2 separate regions of the Mus musculus genome follow, and region 1 is linked to region 2. The links are chromatin contacts, called in public HiChIP or PLAC-seq maps. All regions are on one chromosome and are shown on one strand. Each heading gives the region's core, a stretch centred on a gene start, on an enhancer-like site or on the middle of the called end of the contact. The rest is flanking DNA. Distances are from core to core; before and after follow the strand shown. Region 1 has its middle 15 kb from the start of Gm30986. Region 2 has its middle 49 kb from the start of Rnf24.

Region 1 (6,135 bases), core at 80-2,579, 360 kb before region 2:
TTAGAAAACAATAAGCTGAATTATTTAAAAAGTTTGATACACAGTACACAGAAATTAAATTCCTAGCTCTCTCTCTCTCTCTCCCTCTCTCTCTCTCTCTCTGTGTGTCTGTCTCTATCTCTGTCTCTCTCTGTATATACGTATGTATGTATGTATATTTGTGGGCATGTATACTCAATACCCAAGATAAATAAAGGCTAATATCCATAGAAATACTTGTACAGAAGTATTTATAGCAGATCCTCTACCCCATAATAGTCTTACCAACAATCTAAATGTTCATGATATAATAGAATATTGTGCAGCAATAAAAAGAAATCAGCTTGATATGACATAGACAAGTTTATTTATTCCTTCCTTCTCTCTCTCTCCTTCTTTCTTTCCTCTTTGTTCATTTTGAATACTGCACACAAAGTTCTTGGTTTCATGTGGCCTTTTCATACACATATGTTACACTTTGTCCTAATTCATTTCCAACTCTGTGCCCCTTACAGCACCCATCCTGTCCCCTGACAGCACCCACTTCTGCTTTCATGCCACATGAATTCCATCACTCTCTCTTCTCCTTCCTCCCTTAAAATACCCCCCACAGTCCCCTCCTTTCACCACCCACCCTAACTTAAATCTCAGTGTCACATATGAGAGAAAACACGTGGCATGTGACTTTCTGAATGCATTTTGCTCAGACATAATGTTTGTCAGTTCATTCATTTCCTTCAAATGTCTTAATTTCACTTTTCTTTACTGCGGAGTAAGATTCCATTGTGCACATGTATCACGTGTACTTTATGCATTCCTCTGTGGATGGACTAGGCTGGTTCGATGCTCTAACTAATGTGAGTAGTGCAGCAATAAACATGGATGTCTAAGGATCTTTTTGGAATGCTGACTGGAATTCTTTAGGTGTCCTATCAAGAATGGTATAGCAGGGTCATATGGGGGCTCTGCTTTTAGTTCCTTGGTGAACTTCAGTGTTGACTTCCAGAGTGACTGCACAATTGACATTCTGCCAGCAGCATGTAAGTTCCTCTTTCCTCACACAGCATTTGTTGGCATTTGTCTCCCCGCTCCCTATGATAGCCATTCTGCCTGTCCTGAGAAGGAATCTCAAGGCAGTTTTAATTTACATGTCCTTGATATTCAATGCTTCTCAAAGGCTCACGGGCCATTTTTATTCCTTTTGAGAACTGCCCAATTCAATGCATTAGCGTATTGATTGATTGAGTGATTGGTCCTGGGATTAATTCTTGCGGTCCCTTATGAATTCCGCAGGTGCTCATATCCTGTTTGGTGTCAGGTCGGCAGAGATGTCCTCCTATTGGGCAGGCTGCCCTTTGCTCTGGCGATTGTTTGATTTTGTGTAATCAATCAAGTGTGTCAGTACTTGGCATTATTCCCTGTTCTATGGGTGTCTTTTTCAGAAAGTCCTTGCCTGTGCCTATATTGAGTTGGTTTAGTGATATTTTTGTTCTGGTAGTTTCAAATTTCCAGACTCTGATTCATTTTGAACTGAATTCAGGGTGAGAGATATGGATCCAGCTCCATTTTTTTTCTATAGGTGGACACAGTTTTCATGCTTGTTGAAGAGGCTGTCTGTTATGTCCAATGTATGATTTAACACCTTGTTGAAAAATAGGTAGCTACAAGATGCTACAAGACATGTTTTAGGTCCACATGTTTGCTTTTGGGAGACTCCCGTGCTGTTGTTACAATAGACTGTGGGATACAGTTTGAGTCCAGGAATTGTTACACCTCAAGCATTGCTCTTCCTGCTTATGCTGACTTTGACTATTGGATTTTGTTGTTATTGTTCACTTGCTTGTTTTTGTTTTTCCTGTATGAACTTCAGAATTGCATAGTCTAGTTCTCTGAAGGATAACATTGCATTTTGATGGAGATTTCATTGACTCTGTAGATCACTTTGGATACTATAGCCATGTTTACAACATTAATTTTGCCAACCCAACAGCATGAATGTAGCTCAACCCACTATCCCAAGAGACCGAGAACAGTGCAGTGGAGCACAGGCTGTGTCCCCTGCTTATGTGAAGTTCAAGAATAGCTCAAACAAGGGTGTACGTTCAGATCAGAGTAAGGGTGGCTTGGGGTGAGATGGGACTGGACTTTCAGGGTAGTGGAATGTACTTCATCTTGATGTGGGTGTTTGTAGAGGTTAATTAAATTGTCAAAACATTTCCAAATTTTGTATATTTTAAGTACAAAATAACTCAAGAGATTTAAAGTGTTTATAAAGTAAAGAAAATGTGGACATAATTTAGCAATTAGATTAGTCTCCTGTGAAGATGACCCTTATTAATGACATCATCATAGATTGTTCTGGTGTTTTTCTATGTATACATTATTTTCTTTGTTGAATCAAGGTTTTAAAAGGCAATATTACAGAAGAAGATACTATATTCCAGGTGGGCAACGAAACCAAGGTAACCCTGTCTAAGCCAGATATTTCTCCAGCCTGGCTCTTCCATTTCAAATCCTCTTGCAGGCTACCTGACTTATAGTAATTGATACACTGACATCTATACAAGAGAGAGTACATCCCTAGACCAAGCATCAAAAGCTCTTGAGATTTCAGTGGGTTGCTGAACAGTCTGAGGATGGAAGCTGGTCATTAGAGACAGGGGACAAGTGACCAGAGAGTTATGACCTTCTGTCACTCAGTTCTGTGGCTGCAATGTGAAATGACCCCCATAGGCTCAGATGCTTGAAGACTTGGTCCCTTGCAGGTGGCATCATTTTAAGAGATTGCAGAATTTTTGACAAGGAATCTAGCAGGCAGGAGCATGGGCTGGGGTTATGTTGTGGTAAATCTTTTCATCCAAATATGCCCCAGCAATGAAAACACAACTCAATTAATATGAATACATAGTGTGCGCCTATATTGGGCAGATCTACTGCTACACTACCATCTTCAACATCTATGACACCCCTTAGAACTTGCAGTTTTTCCAGGCCATGTGCTTCTGCTCTGCTTTTCTTCCTCCTTTTCTGAGTCCTCTCCCTCTCCCATTTCTCCTTCCTTTCTCTCCCTACTTTCCCTTCCACCTTCCCTTTTATCTGTCCAATCATCAGCTCTCCTTTATTTTACAAATTATGGTGGGAAGCAGGTTTCACCTGAGTGCTGACTCATTCCTTGTTCGAAGCCACACACAGGAGAATGGAATTAACATCAAATATAATTAGCCCCAGGGCTATCCACAAGAGGGTTATGAGGTCCAGCTTTGCTCCACCACCCCTCTGGCTCCAGGTCTGCTAAGGTTTGAAGAGATTCATCAACATATTCATCTGTTATGCACACACCAGGCCTTCCCCACCAGGGTGGGCTGTGCCCCGCCCAAGTCATGAACTAAACAAATCTTCTTCTCTGCCTCAGTCAGGAATGTTTTCATAGTGAAGAGAATGCTAACACCCCAGCATCCCCAGGGAAGAGTCTGGAGATTGAGGTCAACGTCTAGGCTTATTATTTCATCAATTGTGGCTTCATAATGAAACTTCAGTGAAATACCTAGACACTGGGGCTCAGTGCAGCTCATTCTTGGCTGCTGAACACACTGGTATGCAGGGTAAGCAAAGTGCCCTGGCTCCAGAGGCATTATAAATCATATAAATGCCCTTTGTGTATCCTTCATAGTAAAACTGCAGTTAAGATTACAGTGCCTTGGTGACTCTGTGAGTCTTTCTTGTGAATTATTAAAACTCAGAGGGTCTGGGAGCCCCATGCATTCATACCTAAGTTAGTCTAAAATGGTCCAGGGATCCCAAAGTACAGTTGGCATCTGAAGATATTGTTGAGGATATTGCCTATCACATGTGAAGTCTGTGCAAATCCCAGGTACTTGATATCTGATATGAACTGAAGAAAAAAAAATTAAGTTGTTGGTAATAAGTTCAAAGAAAGAGATTGCCACTGAGTTAGTTTTCTAATGCCATGACAAAACATCATGCCCAAGACAGCTTATAAAAGAAAGCACTTAACTGAGGGCCCAGGGTTCCAGAAAGTTGGAGCTCATGACCATCAAGGCATGGCAACAAGCAGGTAGGCATGGTGCTGGAGCAGCTAAGAGCTCCCCTTTCTGATCCACAAGCCAAAGGCAGAGAGAGAGAGAGGAGAGAGAGAGAGAGAGAGAGAGAGAGAGAGAGAGAGAGAGAGAGAGAGAGAGAGAAAGAGATTTAACTGGGAATGTCTCAGGCATTTTGGAACCTCAAAGACCATTCCCAATGACATACCTCTTTTAACAAGATCGCATCTTCTAATCCTTCCCAAACAGTTCCATCAAACGGAGACCAAACATTAAAATATATGAGCCTGTGGGCATTGTCTTTGTTAGAGTTACTATTGCTGCAATGAAACACCATGACAGAAACAAATTGGGGAGGAAAGTGTTTATTTGGCTAATGATCCATATCACTATTCATCATCGAAGGGATCGGGACAGAAACTTAAGTAGGGCAGGAACCTGGAGTCAGGAGTTTATGCAGAGGCCATGAAGCATGCTGCTTACTGGTTTGCTTCTTATGGCTTACTCAGCCTGCTTTCTTATAGAACCCAGGACCACAGCACAGGGATGTCCCCACACACGATGGGTGGGGGCCTCTCCCATCAGTCTCTGATTAAGACAATACTGCAGGCTTGCCTGCAGCCCCATCTTGTGGAGGCATTTCCTTAAATGAGGCTCCCTCTTCTCAGATGATTTTAGCTTGTGTCAATCCAGTACAGGGACCATCCTCATGCAAACCAACATACCTACTCCAATTGAATGATCTTAACAAGGCAAAACTTGATTCTTAATCAGGAGAATAAGCTTCGAAGAGCAAGCACACCAGGGAAAGAAGTCCACTCGATGATTTCTATTCTAATGCGGCTGGGGACTGTATCTTCTCCCCACTAGCTGGGGTCCAACCTCACAGTCTTTCAAGATTGACTAGTTTTGAAAGAATTAGGGCAAAGACAATGAAAGAGATATGGGAGGGGTTACCACTCCAGGCCACCAGGAATGCAGGGGTGGTGGGGACCAAAACGTTCATTTGCATAAAAGTTTTACTAGATGGTAGAGATAAAAGGGTTTGAATTCCTTGTCATAAAGAGAAGTTTTACAGTTCCTTGCAGCCTCTGAACAACCCAAAGCTGCAGCCAATCACAAAGAATCTGTAAGAGTCCTTTGTTTCTGCAGCAGAGGTTGATGGGTCTGGGAGGGGGACTGTGGTGGGTCTATCTCAGAGTGCGTCTTGTTGAATGTTGAAGTGCATGTCTGTAATCTCAGTGAGCTGTGTGGAGGCTTGGTTGAGCTGTGGGTGAGAGGGGAGGGTTGTTGCTACCTCTCTGAGCTTCCATGGAACAGGGATGGAACAAATGTCACCTCGCAGGAAGCTGTGAGGATTGAACTTGTTTTTAAGTACCCTGCACATGGGGTACAGCTGAAATAGTTGGTCTTTTTTTCCCCTCCCATTTGCATGGAGATTATGATAGGTTTAAGCACCTAAAAGCATTTCTAGGGAAACTTAAAGCTAGTGTCTACAAGACTCCTGATAAGCTATCGAATTTAAGAATGCACAAAATTAGCTTAGCTCTGGCAGAACCGCAGCAGACTCTGGGAGCAGCAATCTTGCTGATCTAGGGGTATTTTACTTAGAGTTTAGCATTTTAAAAAATGTCTCTGATTATCTGAGATGAGATGACAGAAAGGAAATGGGCCAGGGTGTGACAGGTGAGTGTTGTAGTCCTGGAATGTGCGGTCTCTAAGGGGAAATTGAAACTCAACTTCCCCATCAGAAAATGTTGCTGGCTTTATGGATCACTGTCCCCCAGCACACACATGTCATATTGCATTTGAGTAACATTTAGGATCCAGTCTGGGAAGCAGAGCCACTGAGACAGTTATGATATAAAGGATTTATGTTGAAGTACTGGGGGAGCTTGGGAAGCAGGCATGCCTGAAGAGGGCTGAAAAAGCAAGGCACGGTTTTCTACTAGCCACCGAAGTCCCAGTGTGCGGAGACAAGTCAGAGCTGGCAGGGGCCTGGGGCTGCCTAGCAGGGCTGCATGGAGGGGCAATCACTGGAAGGATCCTGGTCTCAGATGCAATTTCCAGCAAGACTGCAGCCCAGGATTGGAAGGAG
Region 2 (5,459 bases), core at 1,200-3,699:
TGAAACTCCAGTTTCAAGTCATCTACAATAGCAACCAGCTTGGCAAGGCACCCTGTGTGGGCTCTGCCTTCCTCATCTTACCAAAGTAGCACTTAGAGCCCCGTTTCTCTGCTTCTAGTAGACCATAGAGACACTCCCCAGCCCTGTCAGACACAAGCAGCCTGTGATTAGGCCGCTGCAAGGGCTAGCAGCAGGCGTCAGAGCCCAGGGCTAGATGAGAGCTTTGCCTATCTCTCATTTCTACTTTGGACCCAAATCCCATAAGAAAGCACGGGAGGGTGCTGGAAGGGCTCCCCTGTTGTCCTAGAACAGCAGCCAAGGCTTGAAAATGAGGACAAGAGGAAAGAGGTCCCTGAATTCTAGACTGAGCAGTAAGTGAGTCACTGGCAGCCTGACTCTTCACTTCCTGAAAGTGTGGAGACCTGCTCTTCCACCCATTCTGCCTGAACAAAGGTTAGAGGTGGGGTGAGGAAGGAAGGCTATAGTGAAGATGTCACCCTGAATGGCAGGACTTCCCTTTGGCTTTCTGAAGCAAGGGATTGCTTGGGAAGTCCGAGTTAACTGGGTGACTATTTAATGTGTCTGTTTGGAAATCCCTCTATACCTACCTTAGGCGTCATAGTGGTGGTTATCTTTGCCCCACCCATTCTACATCTCTGACTCATCTCTTACTCTCCAGGAGTATCGGCAGCGTCCATTCTGGCCTTCATGTCTCCTCCCTCAGGCTCCTGTCCACTCCAGTCCTGAAGCAGTCCTTTCTGGCTGGGAGTATGGTTTTATGGCAGAGTGCTTGCCTGGCCTGTGCAAAGCACTGGCTGTGATCCCTGGCACTACCCAAAACACCGAGACAGAGTGGTATCCAAGTGTAGTCCCCAGATCTGTGGGAAGCTGAGGCAGGGGGATTGCTAACCTCAGTAGTTCAAGACCAGTCTGGGCAACATAGTGAGACTCTATCTCAAATAAATAAGTCATTCAAGATCAGCTTGGCAGACTAGATCTCACAGATCAGCTGTGGCTGCCTGTGACTTGGTTTTTATGTCACTTGGGAGCTAAGAATGGTTTTTACATTTTATTTTTAGGCAAAACAAGACTATGTGACACATATTTGCCAAAGCCTGCTATAAAGTCAGTATCAAATCTGGCTTAAGGGAATATCCTCCCTACATTCTATACCTCTCAGATACCTTAAGCCTGCACCCAGACTATCACCCTCCCTCCTTATGCCAATCAGTGACCTAACATTCCAGACATTACTCCAGATGATGTCCCTTCAGCTGAGCCTAAGCCTTCTCACCTTTCCCCGATCAGCCTATACAGCAGGAGCTGGCTGTCACATGCTCACACCAGATCATAGCTTGGTGACCAGTGAGTGACAGAGGGAAGGGCAAAGGAGGGAGACAGCATGAGCTACAGTCACCCAGTAGCTATATGGTCCCTGCTTCTAGTAGTGTCCTAGGTCCTTCCCTGCTTCAAAGGATCAGTAACAATTTCTATGCCATTGCTAACTTCCTTGACTGCCGTGACTACCTTCCAGGCTCTTCATCACCCCTACAACTGACTACGTGCACTTAATTGCCTCTGTTTAAATGGTTTCTGTTTTCCTGCCAGGACTCTGACTGACGTACTACTCTCCCCAGCATCCACACACTCAGAGTTTGCTCAGTGCTCTGTCTTTAACATTTGTACTCAACTAACATGTTTTTACTCATGACTTCCGAAGGTGGCTAGATATCTATGGTGTTCCTTCAAGGCCAAGGGTCAACAAACTACAATAAAACCTAGCTCACTGCCTATTTTGTTTAATGTTTTTCCTTTTTCTTTTTTCTTTTCTTTTGCCTTTGGAACACGGCCATACCTATTCATTTACATACTGTCTGGCTGCATTCTGTTTTAATTTTTCCTAGCAATGACTAGTAGCCATTTTTATTTCCTTGATTGTGAGTGTGTGTGTGTGTGTACACGTATGTATGTGTGTGTTCACATGCATGCACACATGTGTTGCAGATCAAACCCAGGGCATCCACATGCCATCCCTCTCCAGCTGCTTTCAAACCCAAACATGGTGGAAGGAGAGAACCAACTCCCACAAATTGTCCTCTGACCTTCACACCTTCACTGTAGAATGCGCTTAGTGAGTCATGCACACACACAGCTTTTTAATGTAATTAGAAAACCATTTTCTTAAATGTAGAATCTGAGGCTCCATTCCAGATACACCCAGTCAGTGTCTTCATGTTAACAAGAGTATTAGAAAAATGAGGTGTAGGTCTACTTGAGACGCGCTGGCTCAGGCATCAGAGAGCTGCCACCCACCTGGTTTTGGTGGCCCGTGGCCTTTGTTCATACTGTAAAAGCCCTGTAAAACACCAGAGCCCAGGCTGTTACCATTAGGGGAGGCTTTCAGCAGCTGTCCGCTAGTCCAGAGCCCTGGCAGGTCCTCAGCACAGGAGATAGCTCACTTCCTCCTCCTGGAGCTGCTGGGACAGCTCACAACAGAAACATCCGAGAGCTCTCTGCTGCCCTAAAATTCTTTCCAACGTGAGTAAAGATGTGTCTGTCCAGCTCAGGTTACTTTGGAATTGGTATTTACCTACCCATCCCCCAGGGCTTGTGGGTACCTGATACACTGGCCTAACGATAGAAATCAGGGAGGGGCAGCCATTGGAGAAAGAGTTGGGGGGAAGTTTAGCTGTTGCTTAGCTGTTGCTGCCCCTGTATCCTTGGTCCTTCTGGAAATGTTCCAGGCCACATCTGGAAATCACATCTGGAAGCCATGATGTTGCTGGACTTTTCAGAGCAGCAAAGAGGAAAGGGGTGGGGGCTGTGCTGACGTCAGTACAGACCACCCAGGAGCCTTAGCCAGAGCATTAAGCAGGAAGGCTAATTTTTCCACCATAATACTGTCCCCACTCCAACTCTGACAGAGCCAGCTACAGCCCAGCACCCAACCCTGCTGCCATATTGACCCTCTTCCACCCTAAGCTACAGGGACTCTGTTGAAGAAGACATATCCTGCCCTGTGGATCCTTCTTCTCTCCCTGACATCAGCTCTCCCCCCCAAAACCGATCCCTTCTCCTTTTTCATTCGTCCCTAGGTTCCTCCTTTGTGTAGCTAATGTCTCTTAAATTAAAAACCAAACTATAAACTCATGAAGAAATGTGTGGTCCGTAAGATTTACAAGATGCCTCCACACAGTACAAGCTTAGAATTCCTTCTGTTCTGCAGCAATCAACAAGCCTAAGAAAGAGCTAAACAATGAGCTTCCAGCCTGGAGCATCAGAGGCCTCAGGGCCCAACATCTCACCTGAACTGCCCAACTGCTGTGTTATCAGAGCCTCACATCTTCCCAGTAGTGGCTTCCAACTCACTGAGACCATCAGACAGATCTTTTGTCCAGCAGTCACTTGCTGACATCCCCAGCTCTGTTAATTGTTACAGGCCTTCAGGGATCCAGAGGCTTCAAATCCAGAGACCTGTTTTCTCCTATCCCTTAAAGCATCCCGCCACCCACCAACACCTACCAATCTTGGAATGGAGGCAAACCCCATCCCTCTCTAGTCACTACTAAGCAACTCCCAACCAGTCCTCCAATCTCTTGGACTCTTTAGTCTCCCTTCCACCGACTTCCCTTGAACCTTTGTGATAGTGACCACTTTTGCAAAAGTGACCAGTTATTCCCCTTCCTGTGTCCCCTCCCAGCATATGCCCTTTGCATTATGACTTTGTATTATCATCTCCCATTAGGGAACATCCTGGATCTAGACTCTTCCTGAGGGTTGTTTGGCTTGACAACTTGACAGAAATCTGTGTGAATTTTTACTTCCCTGGGGAATCTGTGCAGTCACTCCAAAAGTACGCCCTCAATAGCCTTCTAAGGGATGAAAAATCATGTTACTCAAGGACCCCACTGACCCAGGCAAGGATCAGCCAGATGACAACCATCTGAACCAGCCCCCAGCCAGCTGCCCATAGAGATGTGAGAGAGCTACTAAGATTGGATTACCAACCTAGACAGAGGAAGCACACAGAAGAGCCATACATCCATACATCCGTGAGATTAGATGAGTAGGGTTCTAAGCCAATAAATTCTGTAAGGCTAGGGAGGTAGACCAATTGGTTGTGTGCTTACTGCATGAGGACCTGCGTGCCTAAAATTGTGCAAATAGCTGGGTGTGGAGGCATATGCTTGTGATCACAGTACTGGGAGCTGGAGATAGACAGATGTCTGAGTCTTGCAAGCCAGCCATAGCCTGATCAGTGAGTCTGGCGTCCCAGATCCTCTATCAAAAAAACAAAGTAGGACCTGGAGTGGCACAGGCCTTTCCTCTCAGCACTCAGACGGCAGAGGCGGGTAGACCTCTGTGAGTTGAAGCCAGCCTGATCCACATAGCAAGTTCCAAGTCAGCCAAGGCTACACAGTGAAACTGTCTCAAATAAATAAATAAATAAATAAATAAATAAATAAATAAGCAAATAAAGTAAGTTATGTTTCTTAAGCACTGTAAGAAACATAAAGTATGAAATTTTCTATCATATACTATGAAACTTGTGTTTCGGACAAGGAATTCAAATCTTTTTATACCACCCCCACTTTGTAAGATTGATGCAAATGTTTTAATCACCACCCAGTAAGACCTTTGTTTACAAAATGGTTCTCTGATGTCTTCCTTGAATTTGATGGCCAAGAGCAATGACTTCTTTCTCCTTGGCAGAGTGACCCTTTCCCCCTTCCTTCATTTCTGGTGTGCCAACTAATTTCAGATTTACCAATTAAACTAAGACTATGAGGTCAGAGATCCCAGGCAATGAGGTATTTTCTCAACTGTGGTTCCTTCTTCTCTGGTGACTCTAGATTATGTTGATTAAAAACCTAGCAAACACATTTCCCAAATATAGATAGGCAGGATAACCAAGGGGCATATGTATCTCGTAAGTGTGGGGAACTCAGAGTCTGTGGGCCTCTTTTCATCAATAGGAACCAGTGGGTAAATGCTTGTTATTCAGAAAAAAAAAATCTGAACTATTTCAGAAGGCTTCATGGGGAAGGTCATGATGGCATGGAGCCCTGGACACCTGCAGCATTAGCCAACTTGGTGATCCATCTCATATGGGCTGTCTTCTCAGATTCAGTCCTTTGTCCCTCTTTCCTGCTTCCTGGTGTCACATTCGCAAAAAAAAACAAAAAACAAAAAAAAAAAACAACAAAAAAAAAACTACTTCTTCATAAATCTTATTCTCAAGCTCTTCTTCAGGAGACCTAGGCCAAGATAACAGCCAAATGTCAGAGAGGTTAAGTCATTTGCTCGAGATCACACAGCTTGGCCATATTCCGATTATACTAACAGAAAAGGTGAGAATCCATACAGAGTGATGATCACTTGACCTGACAGTCATCACTGATCACGTGCAGTCATATGACTGAAATGGAGAAAATGATGACACCATTCTCGTAAGTGGC

Evidence for each region. HiChIP or PLAC-seq counts read pairs in DNA pulled down with a chosen protein or histone mark.
Region 1: a FOXA1 HiChIP or PLAC-seq map of pancreatic cancer cells shows a contact between it and region 2. The contact joins two enhancer-like sites. A contact is called at or near these places in 2 of 15 datasets of contacts at CTCF or cohesin (both in the NIH/3T3 cell line), 2 of 115 datasets of contacts at active chromatin or transcription factors (the NIH/3T3 cell line and pancreatic cancer cells) and 1 of 9 other capture datasets (embryonic stem cells).

Annotation. Positions count from the first base shown.
Region 1 is chr2:131,752,590-131,758,724 of GRCm38.p6, reverse strand. No RefSeq gene overlaps it. Among named protein-coding and RNA genes, the nearest start is that of Gm30986, 15 kb to the right of the region's middle. Within about 2 kb of position 1,329, at least 2 of the 459 cell types and tissues checked have an H3K27ac peak or open chromatin away from gene starts, as enhancers often do. A contact at or near this core is called in pancreatic cancer cells, where this site is marked.
Region 2 is chr2:131,399,296-131,404,754 of GRCm38.p6, reverse strand. No RefSeq gene overlaps it. Among named protein-coding and RNA genes, the nearest start is that of Rnf24, 49 kb to the right of the region's middle. Within about 2 kb of position 2,449, at least 73 of the 459 cell types and tissues checked have an H3K27ac peak or open chromatin away from gene starts, as enhancers often do. A contact at or near this core is called in pancreatic cancer cells, where this site is marked.